2 separate regions of the Oryctolagus cuniculus genome follow, and region 1 is linked to region 2. Evidence: chromatin contacts called from public Micro-C data. All regions are on one chromosome and are shown on one strand. Each heading gives the region's core, a stretch centred on a gene start, on an enhancer-like site or on the middle of the called end of the contact. The rest is flanking DNA. Distances are from core to core; before and after follow the strand shown.

What was found. Hi-C and Micro-C count contacts between places; a contact is called where the count stands out from the background.
Region 1: a contact with region 2 is called in a Micro-C map of ear pinna, with 9 times the contacts expected there. The contact joins the promoter of RP9 here to the promoter of FKBP9 in region 2. A contact is called at or near these places in 2 of 6 Hi-C or Micro-C datasets (ear pinna and an unstated tissue).

What each region holds. Positions count from the first base shown.
Region 1 is chr16:23,842,188-23,846,505 of mOryCun1.1, forward strand. It overlaps RP9 (RP9 pre-mRNA splicing factor), which reads right to left and starts at 1,808. Exons shown (of 6, transcript XM_051853290.2): 1 at 1,501-1,808. The coding sequence starts at 1,652.
Region 2 is chr16:23,696,559-23,701,570 of mOryCun1.1, forward strand. FKBP9 (FKBP prolyl isomerase 9) reads left to right here and starts at 3,349. Exons shown (of 10, transcript XM_002713745.5): 1 at 3,349-5,012. The coding sequence starts at 4,890.

The sequences.
Region 1 (4,318 bases), core at 558-3,057, 140 kb after region 2:
GCACCTGCACCATTGCCTAGCCGAGGCCAAGAAGAGTCAGCCAGCTCCGGGGCCACACTGGAAAGAGTAGGCCAGGCCCCATTAGAATTGTGCATCAAAGCCGCCACAGGTTAATAAGGGAAGATTTTAACTCCTTGAGGGCCTTTCCTTACATGACCTAGTGCAGGTAACCAGAAGCGACTGAAACAGAAACAATTTGTGGACACACTGAACTTAAAAAAACCGACTTCTACGCTAATATGAAAATCACCACTTCTATGTTAATGCAAAAATCACAGAGAACTTAAGGGCTGCAGAACTAACCTGCCTGATACTGTACTGGACCTCAGGAAACCTCCTCCAACTAACTTGGCAACACTTGAACACGCCACCTCCGAACATGGCACCCGGACACACCACTTACTCTGAGCCAGCCAACACTAAGCCCACACTCAACTGCCTGCAAGGCCCGTGGGAAGGCCCTTGAAGAACAGAAATTTACACCTGTCACAGGAATTTTCACAACAGCCGTACCCTATCTGGAAGACAGCTGTGTGAGTCCTTATGACCCACCCCCGACTTACCTGCCTACCAGGCCGCCTCCATTCTCCCCACATTTCCTCCCCTCGCCCCCCCCACCCCCACCGCTTTTCCAACACGCCTAGAAGCATGTTTGAGTCTCCGATTTGGTGACGCTCCTGGGCCTGGGTACACAATTCAGACAGCTTCTCTCCCGCTGACCCGGGTCCTCGGTGTAACCAGTAGCCCGGCCAAGGAACCTGAAAGGGCCCAGGAAAGTGACCTTGTGCCGGCCTGTACCCGGCTCTCCCTCCCAGGCTGTCTGGAGCTAGGAGAGCGCAGGGCGCCGCAGTCGGGCCAGGCTGACCCCTCGACAGGACACCCTGGCCCCGAGTTCGGGCTGCAGCTGTCCCTCTCAGCACTCCGGGCCCGGGTCCCGGCACAGACTCCTCAGGACTGGGGCGAAAAGGTCCACACTCCCGAATTCAGGCTCAGCTCTCGGGCTGGCTCCTCACCCCTCTCGGGCAGCGGAGGGTGGCCACGGGGTGGGTTTTCTTCACTTCAGCGGGGATCACCGGACTCAAACGGGAAACAACAGGGACCAACGTGCTCGGCTCAACTTACTCGGCCCACACACACACACACCGACGGCCGCTCAAAGAACACTCAGCTCCTCCCAATGGCGCCAGGAATCCAGGTCTTCGCCTCCCGGCTCGGGACCAGGCAAGCCCCCCACCCACGTGCGCGCAGGAGGCGCCCACGCGGATCGGGCCTGCGTGGCCCCCTCCAGGCCGTGGCCAGATCCCCCGTCACGGGGGGCTTTAAGTCCCGGGCCCGCGCTGCCAGACACCGGTCGCCGGCCCCGGGCTCTGAGGGGAGACCCAGCGGACAAGGCCCCGGCGGCCGGGTCCCTGGCCACCCGCGGGGCTCGTAGACCCGGCCTGGCCCCCGCGGGCAGCCGAGCGCAGGCCCCGTCGTTGGCGGCGCGCGCCGGGGACTCACAAGGACTCCAGGTGCTTGAGCTGCTGCAGCTGCTGCGCGTCGTGCCGCCGCCGCTTCTGCTCCCGGCGCCGCTGCAGCTCCTGCTCAGGCGGCTCCCGCGGCCGCCGCGCGCCCCCTGCTCCCGGGTCGTCACGCCCCGGGCCGGACGACATCGCGGCCCCCGCGGCGCGGCCCAGGCGCAGGCGGCAGCCGCCGAGACGGCACTTCCTCCGCGCGGCGCCCGCCGGCCCCGCAGCGCCCCCTCCCGCCGCCGCCCCGCAGCCCGCCCGGGCGGGCCCGGCTGTCCCGGCCGACGCCGCCCACCCCGCCTGCCCGCGGCCGGGCCCCGCCGTCAGGCCCGCGGGTGCCCCCTAGCGGCGGCCGAGGGCCTGGGTGGAGCCTGAGGGCTTCCTGGGATTCGAGGGTCCCTGGTGGCCACGCCCACCTCTGGGGCCAGGGCTGCCTCCGTGGGGTCCCCACCCATTTGCGAGTCTCGTGTGCGCCCCAGTGACGCACGAGGTGTTCCTTACATGTTAGTTACGTGTTAGCAAGCGTCATGCGTCTGGGGAAGAAGGCAAGGCTCTCCATGTACATTCGCCTGTTCTCCAGGGCATGGGATTCGTGGTTAAAGCATGGTCAGGGTATGTTGTGCTTGCCTAGGTTTGGGTGAGGGAAGTGAGAATAAAAGCTAACATAAGGTGCAAGCATTTGACCTAGCGGTTAAGATACCCACGTCCCACATTTGTGTGGCTGGGTTTAATGCACAGCTCTCCTCCTGACTCCAGTTTCCTGTTAATGTAGCCCTTGGGAAGCAATGGTGACGGCTCAATAAATTGGGTCCCTGCCACCTAGTGAGAAACCTGGATTGAGTTCCCAGCTCCTAGCTGTGACCTGGCCTGGCCCAGGGGCTATGAAGGCTTGGGGAATGAAAGAGTGGATATAAGCTCTGTTTCTCAAATAAATAAGGGATTTTTATCAAAATATGATTTAATTTTACAAAAATATAAGTGTTGATACTGTTTTTTTTTTAACCCAAAATGTATTTATTGGGATAGTTTGCTGCTCATCTTGATTCAGGCTGTTGCTTTCTGCTAAAACAATATACTCTGTGTACCTTGCTCTTCCTCCAGTAGGCTGGAGAGGACATGGAGCAGCCCACGCATGACACTGCCTTTTGGCCGTGGGTAAAGGTTGTGGTGATTTTATAGAATTCTGGGCATTTTACGTCTGCACAGTAGGAATGGGAGCTTTGCACCTGGCACTGCTTGTTTCCTCTCCTGGAGAGGAAGGAAGGAGATTTTATTGTTTGTTTGATTTAAAATTTGTATTTATTCAATTTGAAAGTCAGAGTGACAGAAAGCGAGAGACATAATTTCCATCCTCTGGTTCCCTCCCCAAATGGCCTGGAACTCCCCGTCTGGGTCCCCCGTGTGGGTGGCAGCGGCCCCTGCATTGGAGCCATCCTCCATTGCTGCCTTCCAAGGCACATTAACAGGGAGCTGAATCAGAAGCAGAGCAGCCAGGACCCTAACATGTGCTCTAATGTGGGGTGCCGGCATCCCAAGCAGCAGCTTAACCTGCTGCCCTAGGAAGGAGATCCTTTGTGAGTGACATGGACTATTTTTATTTTATGGACCATGAGGAGGCCTAGTGCTTTAAGGCCAAAAAATGTAGAAGGAGTAATTTGTAGAGCTAGGATCCAAGCTAGCTGGCTGGGTTGAATTTTGAGAGTCCCTGATATAATTGTTTTAGCCTTGAAATATAATGGGGGAGAAAAACCCACAGAGAAAGCAGAAATATCAGCATAGTGGAAATGCTTGCCTCAGCTGTGATACTGAAAATGGCTCATAGCTAGAACATATGAGGCCCTCTTTCAGATTTATACCATAAAGTACAAATAGACAAACACAGAGAGGATATAAACAGATATAGAAAGAATGTGAAAATCAAGTTTTCTACTAAGACTGAAGCTAGAAGAATTGTTGTGTGACTGCTGAAGCAGCCATTCATTGAAGTTACGTGGGCCCACGATGTCCTGCTAACTTGTTGCCTTGTAATACATGCAACCCTGATCAAAAAGGATAGATTCTCTGGAAGGTATGATTGAGAAGAAAGGAAAATGCAACTCAATGTGCATCCCAGAAGGAATTTACATATGGTAGGTGTGGTTATGAATGTGAATGTGATGCAGAAGGACATGTGATGCAAAACCCAGAAAAGGAGAACCAAGGAGAACAACCAGTCTGTTCCGTGGAGACTCAGATTTGTTAAGAAAATGTGCCTTATTTGGACCAACAGTTAAACTTGGCACTATATGAAAGGACCTATGTTTGAAATGTAGCCATGCCTCTGCTGTCACTCTGTTGTCATCCAGCAACATTCTGATGGGTAGTCATGTCTGATCCTGGACATGCACAGCAGTGTGTTTTGGACAGATGTGAATATCAGAGTGGTTGGAAAGGTATCCTATTATAAATTAATAAATTGATATTGTGGCTTATAAATTAGTTTCTGTGACTTTCGTGGCAGAGTTATTGTATTTTTATTTTTATTTTTTCATGATTTATTTAATTTATATGAAAGACAGAGTTACAGAGAGAGCTAGAGCCAGAGAGAGAGAGAGAGAGGTCTTCCATTCTGCTGGTTCACTCCCCAAATGACCGCAACAGCCAGAGCTGAGATGATCTGAACCCAGGAGCCGGGAGCTTCTTCTGGGTCTCCCACGTGGATGCAGGCCATAGCAGAGAGCTGGATCGGAAGTGGAGCAGCCAGGACTGACACCGGCGCCCATAAGGGATATTGGCACTGCAGGCTGGGGCTTAGCGCCGGCCCCTATTGT
Region 2 (5,012 bases), core at 2,099-4,598:
CAGGGCCCAAGCACTTGGACCATCCTCCACTGCACTCCCTGGCCATAGCAGAGAGCTGGCCTGGAAGAGGGGCAACCGGGACAGAATCCGGCGCCCTGACCGGGACTAGAACCCGGTGTGCCGGCGCCGCAAGGTGGAGGATTAGCCTATTGAGCCACGGCGCCGGCACGAGCTCTGCTCTTTTTTAAGATTGTTTTTGGCTGTTTGTATCCCTTAAGATACCAGCAACTGGCCAGTGCCGTGGCTCACTAGGCTGATCCTCCGCCTGTGGCGCCGGCACACCGGGTTCTAGTCCCGGTCAGGGTGCCGGATTCTGTCCCGGTTGCTCCTCTTCCAGTCCAGCTCTCTGCTATGGCCCAGGAGGGCAGTGGAGGATGGCCCAGGTCCTTGGGCCCTGTGCCCGCATGGGAGACCAGGAGGAAGCGCCTGGCTCCTGGCTTCGGATCGGCGCAGAACGCCGGCCGCAACGTGCTGGCCGTAGCAGCCACTTGGGGGGTGAATCAACGGAAAAAGGAAGACCTTTCTCTCTCTCTGTCTAACTCTGTCTGTCAAAAAAAAAAAAAAAAAAAAAAAAAAAAAAAAAAAATCAACTTGAAGGAGGAAAGAGGGACTTTTTTTTTTTTTTTTGAATATTTTTATTTATTTATTTGAAAGTCAAAGTTACACAGAGAGAGAAGGAGAGGCAGAGAGAGAGAGAGGTCTTCCATCCATTGGTCTACTCCCCAATTGGCCACAATGGCTGGAGCTGCACCGATCCAAAGCTAAGAGCCAGGAGCCTCCTCCTGGTCTCCCACGCGGGTGCAGGGGCCCAAGGACTTGGGCCATCAAATGCTGCTTTCCCAGGCCATAGCAGAGAGCTGGATCAGAAGTGGAATAGCCGGGTCTTGAACCATCACCCACATGGGATGCCGGCACTGCAGGTGGCAGCTTTACCACTACATCGCAGCGCTGGCCCTGGAATTTTCTATTTCTGCAAAAGTTGCCATTGGGATTTAAAAAAGTTATTTATTTCAGAAAGAAAGAGAGAGAACATTCCCATCTACTGGTTCATTCCCCAAATACCCACAACAGCTGGGTTGATGAAACTGGAAGGCAGGAACTCAATCCAAATCTCTCACATGGGTGGCAGGAAGCCAACTACCTTGGGCTATCACCACCCCTTCTCAGGGATCACATTAGCAGAAAGCTGGAGCCAGGGGCTGGGCACTGAAGCCAGGCATCTTGATATGGGATCTTAACTAGCAAACCAGACACCTGCTCCACATCACCGGGATTTTAACAGGAAGTGTACTGACTCTGTAGATCACTTTGGGTAATACTGACGTCTTGATAATGTTAAGTCTTTTTTTTTTTTTTTTTTTTTTGACAGACAGAGTGGATAGTGAGAGAGAGAGACAGAGAGAAAGGTCTTCCTTTTTGCCATTGGTTCACCCTCCAATGGCCACCACGGCTGGCGCGCTGCAGCCGGCGCAGCATGCTGATCCGAATGCAGGAGCCAGGTACTTCTCCTGGTCTCCCGTGCGGGTGCAGGGCCCAAGGGCTTGGGCCATCCTCCACTGCCTTCCCGGGCCACAGCAGAGAGCTGGCCTGGAAGAGGGGCAACCAGGACAGAATCTGGCGCCCCGACCGCGACTAGAACCCGGTGTGCCGGCACTGCAAGGCAGAGGATGAGCCTATTGAGCCGTGGCGCCGGCTAATGTTAAGTCTTGTAATTCATAAACACAGATGTTTTTCCACTTATTTATGTCTTCTTTAGCTTCTTTCCACAATGTTTTATAGTTCTCTTTGTAAAGTCTTTTGCTTCCTTGGCTAAGATTACTGCTAAGCATTGTATTATTTTACATGCTATAGTAAATAGAATTGGTTTTGTAATTTCTTTTTTCATATTGTTTATTGTTAAAGTACAGAAATGCAGCACTTTTTATGAGGATTGTATATGCTACAACTTTGTTAGATTCATTAATCCATCCTGCCAGTTTTGTGTGTGTGTGTGTGGAATCTGTAGTTTTGTATCTACAATGTCACAGTTGCAAAAAGATAACTTCACTTCTACTCTTTCAACTTAGATATTTTTATTTCCTTTTCTTAATTGTTCTGGCTAGAACTTCCAGGATACTTGGAATAGAGGTGGCAAAGGTAAGCATCTTTGTCTTATTTGGAATCATAGAGGAAAAGTTTCTTTCACCACTGAGTATGTTAGGTGTGGATTTTTTATTTTATTGTTTTGAGGTAGTTTCTTTCTATTCCTGACTTGTTGACTGTTTTTATCATGAAAGAATGTTGTTGTTTTTTTTTCAGATACTTTTTCTGCATCTATTGAAATGATCATGTGGATTTTTTTCCTTCATTGTGTTAATGCAGTATATCACAGTTATTGATTGCATTTGTTGAAACACCCTTGCGTTCTAGGTATAAATCTCATTTAGTCATGGTGTATGATCCTGAATATGCTGTTGAATTTGTTTTTGCTAGTATTTGTTAAATATTTTTGCAACAGTGTTGGCAAGAGATTCTCCAGAATTTTATTTTTTAAAAGATTATTTATTTGACAGGCAGAGTGAAGAGAGAGACATCCTCCATCCACTGGTTCCTTCCCCAAATGGCTGCAGTGGCTGGGGCTGGGGCTGGCTCAGGCCAAAGCCAGGAACTCTATCCAGGTCTCTCACATGAGTGGCATGTGTCCAGGTACTTGAGCCATCATCTGCTGCTTCACAGGGTGTGCATTGGCAGGAAGCTGAGTTTAGCCGGGACTAAAACCAGGAGCTCCGATACGGGATGCAGGGGGTCCCAAACAGCAAGTTAACCCTGGCTACACACCTGCCCCAAGGCCATGTTTCAAAACCTAAACAAGGGGCCAGCACTGTGGCACAGCAGATTAAGCCTCTGCCTGCAGTGGTGCCATTGTGTATCAGAGTGCCAATTGGAGTCCAGGCTGCCCCTCTCTGCTCCCTGTTAATGTGCCTGGGAAAGCAGCAGAAGATGGTCCAAGTCCTTGGGCCCCTGCCACCCATGTGGGAGACCAGGATGGCGTTGCAGCCATTTGGGAATGAACCAGCAAACAGAAGATTCTGTCTCTCCTCTCTCTGTCATGCTGCCTTTTAAACAAATTAACAGATCTTTTTTTAAAAAATAGAAAATGAAACCTAAACAAATGGGATATTCATCTTATGCTTATACATTTGTCATATATTTATTAATGTTTTACAGAGTATATCATTTCCCTTTTTAACATTTGTGAATCTATTCCCCCCCCCTTTTTTTTTTAAGATTTACTTTATCTTTTTGGAAGGCAGAGTTAGAGAGAGAGAGAGAGAGAGAGAATCTTCCATCTGCTGATTCACTCCCCAAATGGCCATAATGGTCAGGGCTGGGTCAGGCCAAAGCCAGGAGCCAGAAACTTCATCTGGGTCTCCCATGTGGGTGCAGAGGCCCAAAGACTTGGGCCTTCTTCCACTGCCTTCCCAGGTCCATTAGCAGGGAGCTGGATGGGAAGTGGAGCAGACAGGACTCGAACTGGCACTCATGTGGGAATGCAGCATTGCTGGCAGCACCTTAATCAGTTATGCCACAATGCAGGCCCCATGGTTTTATTTATTTTTTTTTCCATCAGTGGGATTTAGTGACATAGATTTGTTAATATTTTTCTTCCTCATGGAATCATACTTTGAAAGACAGCACCTGAAGATGATAAATTTACCTGCACATTTTCCTCTATAATTTAATAATGTGATTTCTGCATTCAGTTCCGTTTTGGTTTGTGTGCTAAAACAGGAGTCTCTGAGCTGGGTCAGGGCGGAGTTTATTGCTATAATTCAAGCAAGAGACCAGGAGGCCTGGATGGGAGCAGGGGAGAGTGAGGGAATAGACGGCGGCTTAAGGATGTAAAAGTGAGAGGACTTGGTGATGGGTTAGAGATGGCAGGCGAGGGAGCAGGTGTCCGGGTGACTGCCAGGAAGCCTTGTGTAATCCATTGATGGGGAAACGGAAAGAAGACTAGAGATACAGATATTCCCTGGCTCTTAGAATCACTGCTTGTTTTTAAAACTAGAGATAGATGTTGAAAAATTTTAACTCCTTTTCAATCTATAGATGCACGATTTTAAAAGTTTTTTATTCTCTGTCCTATATTTATGTTAATAGGATTTCCATTTTTAGAACAAGCTGTAGGGGCCCTTGACGTGGCACAGCAAGTTAAGTGGTGTCTCCACCCTGCACTCCGGATCGGAGCCCTGGCTCCAGTCCCTGCTGCTCCACTTCCAATCCAGGTCCATGCTCATGTGCTAGGGAGGCACCAGAAGATGGCCCACGTGCTTGGACCCTGACAGAGCTCCAGGCTTCTGGCTTCAGCTTGGCAGGGCCTCCCGCTTTGGGGCCATTTGGGGAGAGAGCTGAGGAATGGAAGGTCTCTCTCCCTCTGTCTCTCTGCCTTTCCAATACATAAAAGACAGCCTTAAGACAATCAGAATAAGCTCTAATAGGAACAGTGACCATTTCTTGAGTGCTATGCATGGTTTCTCATTAGATTCCTGGAACCCAACAAGCAGATCCATAATCATCTACTGGTTTCATCTTCATCTTACACAGAACCTTCATTGGGTAACTTGCAGAAGGCAGTCCGGGTAATGGTGTATTAGTCCTTCAATACGTTTTGGGTTCAATGTGTGCATGTTTCATTTAGTACAAGTAATTTTGCATTTATACTTATAAATTGGTTGGGCTTTTGTTTTTTTTTTTTTTTTTCCTTTCCTTGCTGTTTTTACCAGGTTTGGGCGTCAGGATTATGTTTGTTTCCAAACTGAGCTGGGAAAGTGTTGGGGATCTGCTTTTATGACTCCAAATTTTTCATAAACTCCAACAGCCAATGCTGAGCCAAGACTGCGTGTACGCTGATGAATTCCTCGTGTCTGTGTTACGGGGTCCTAGGCGGCACGGCCACGTACTCGGGACGTGGACGCTGCGCCCGCCCGTGGCCTGGGGCTCTCACCGCACAACGCTCGGGGGTACCCAGACCT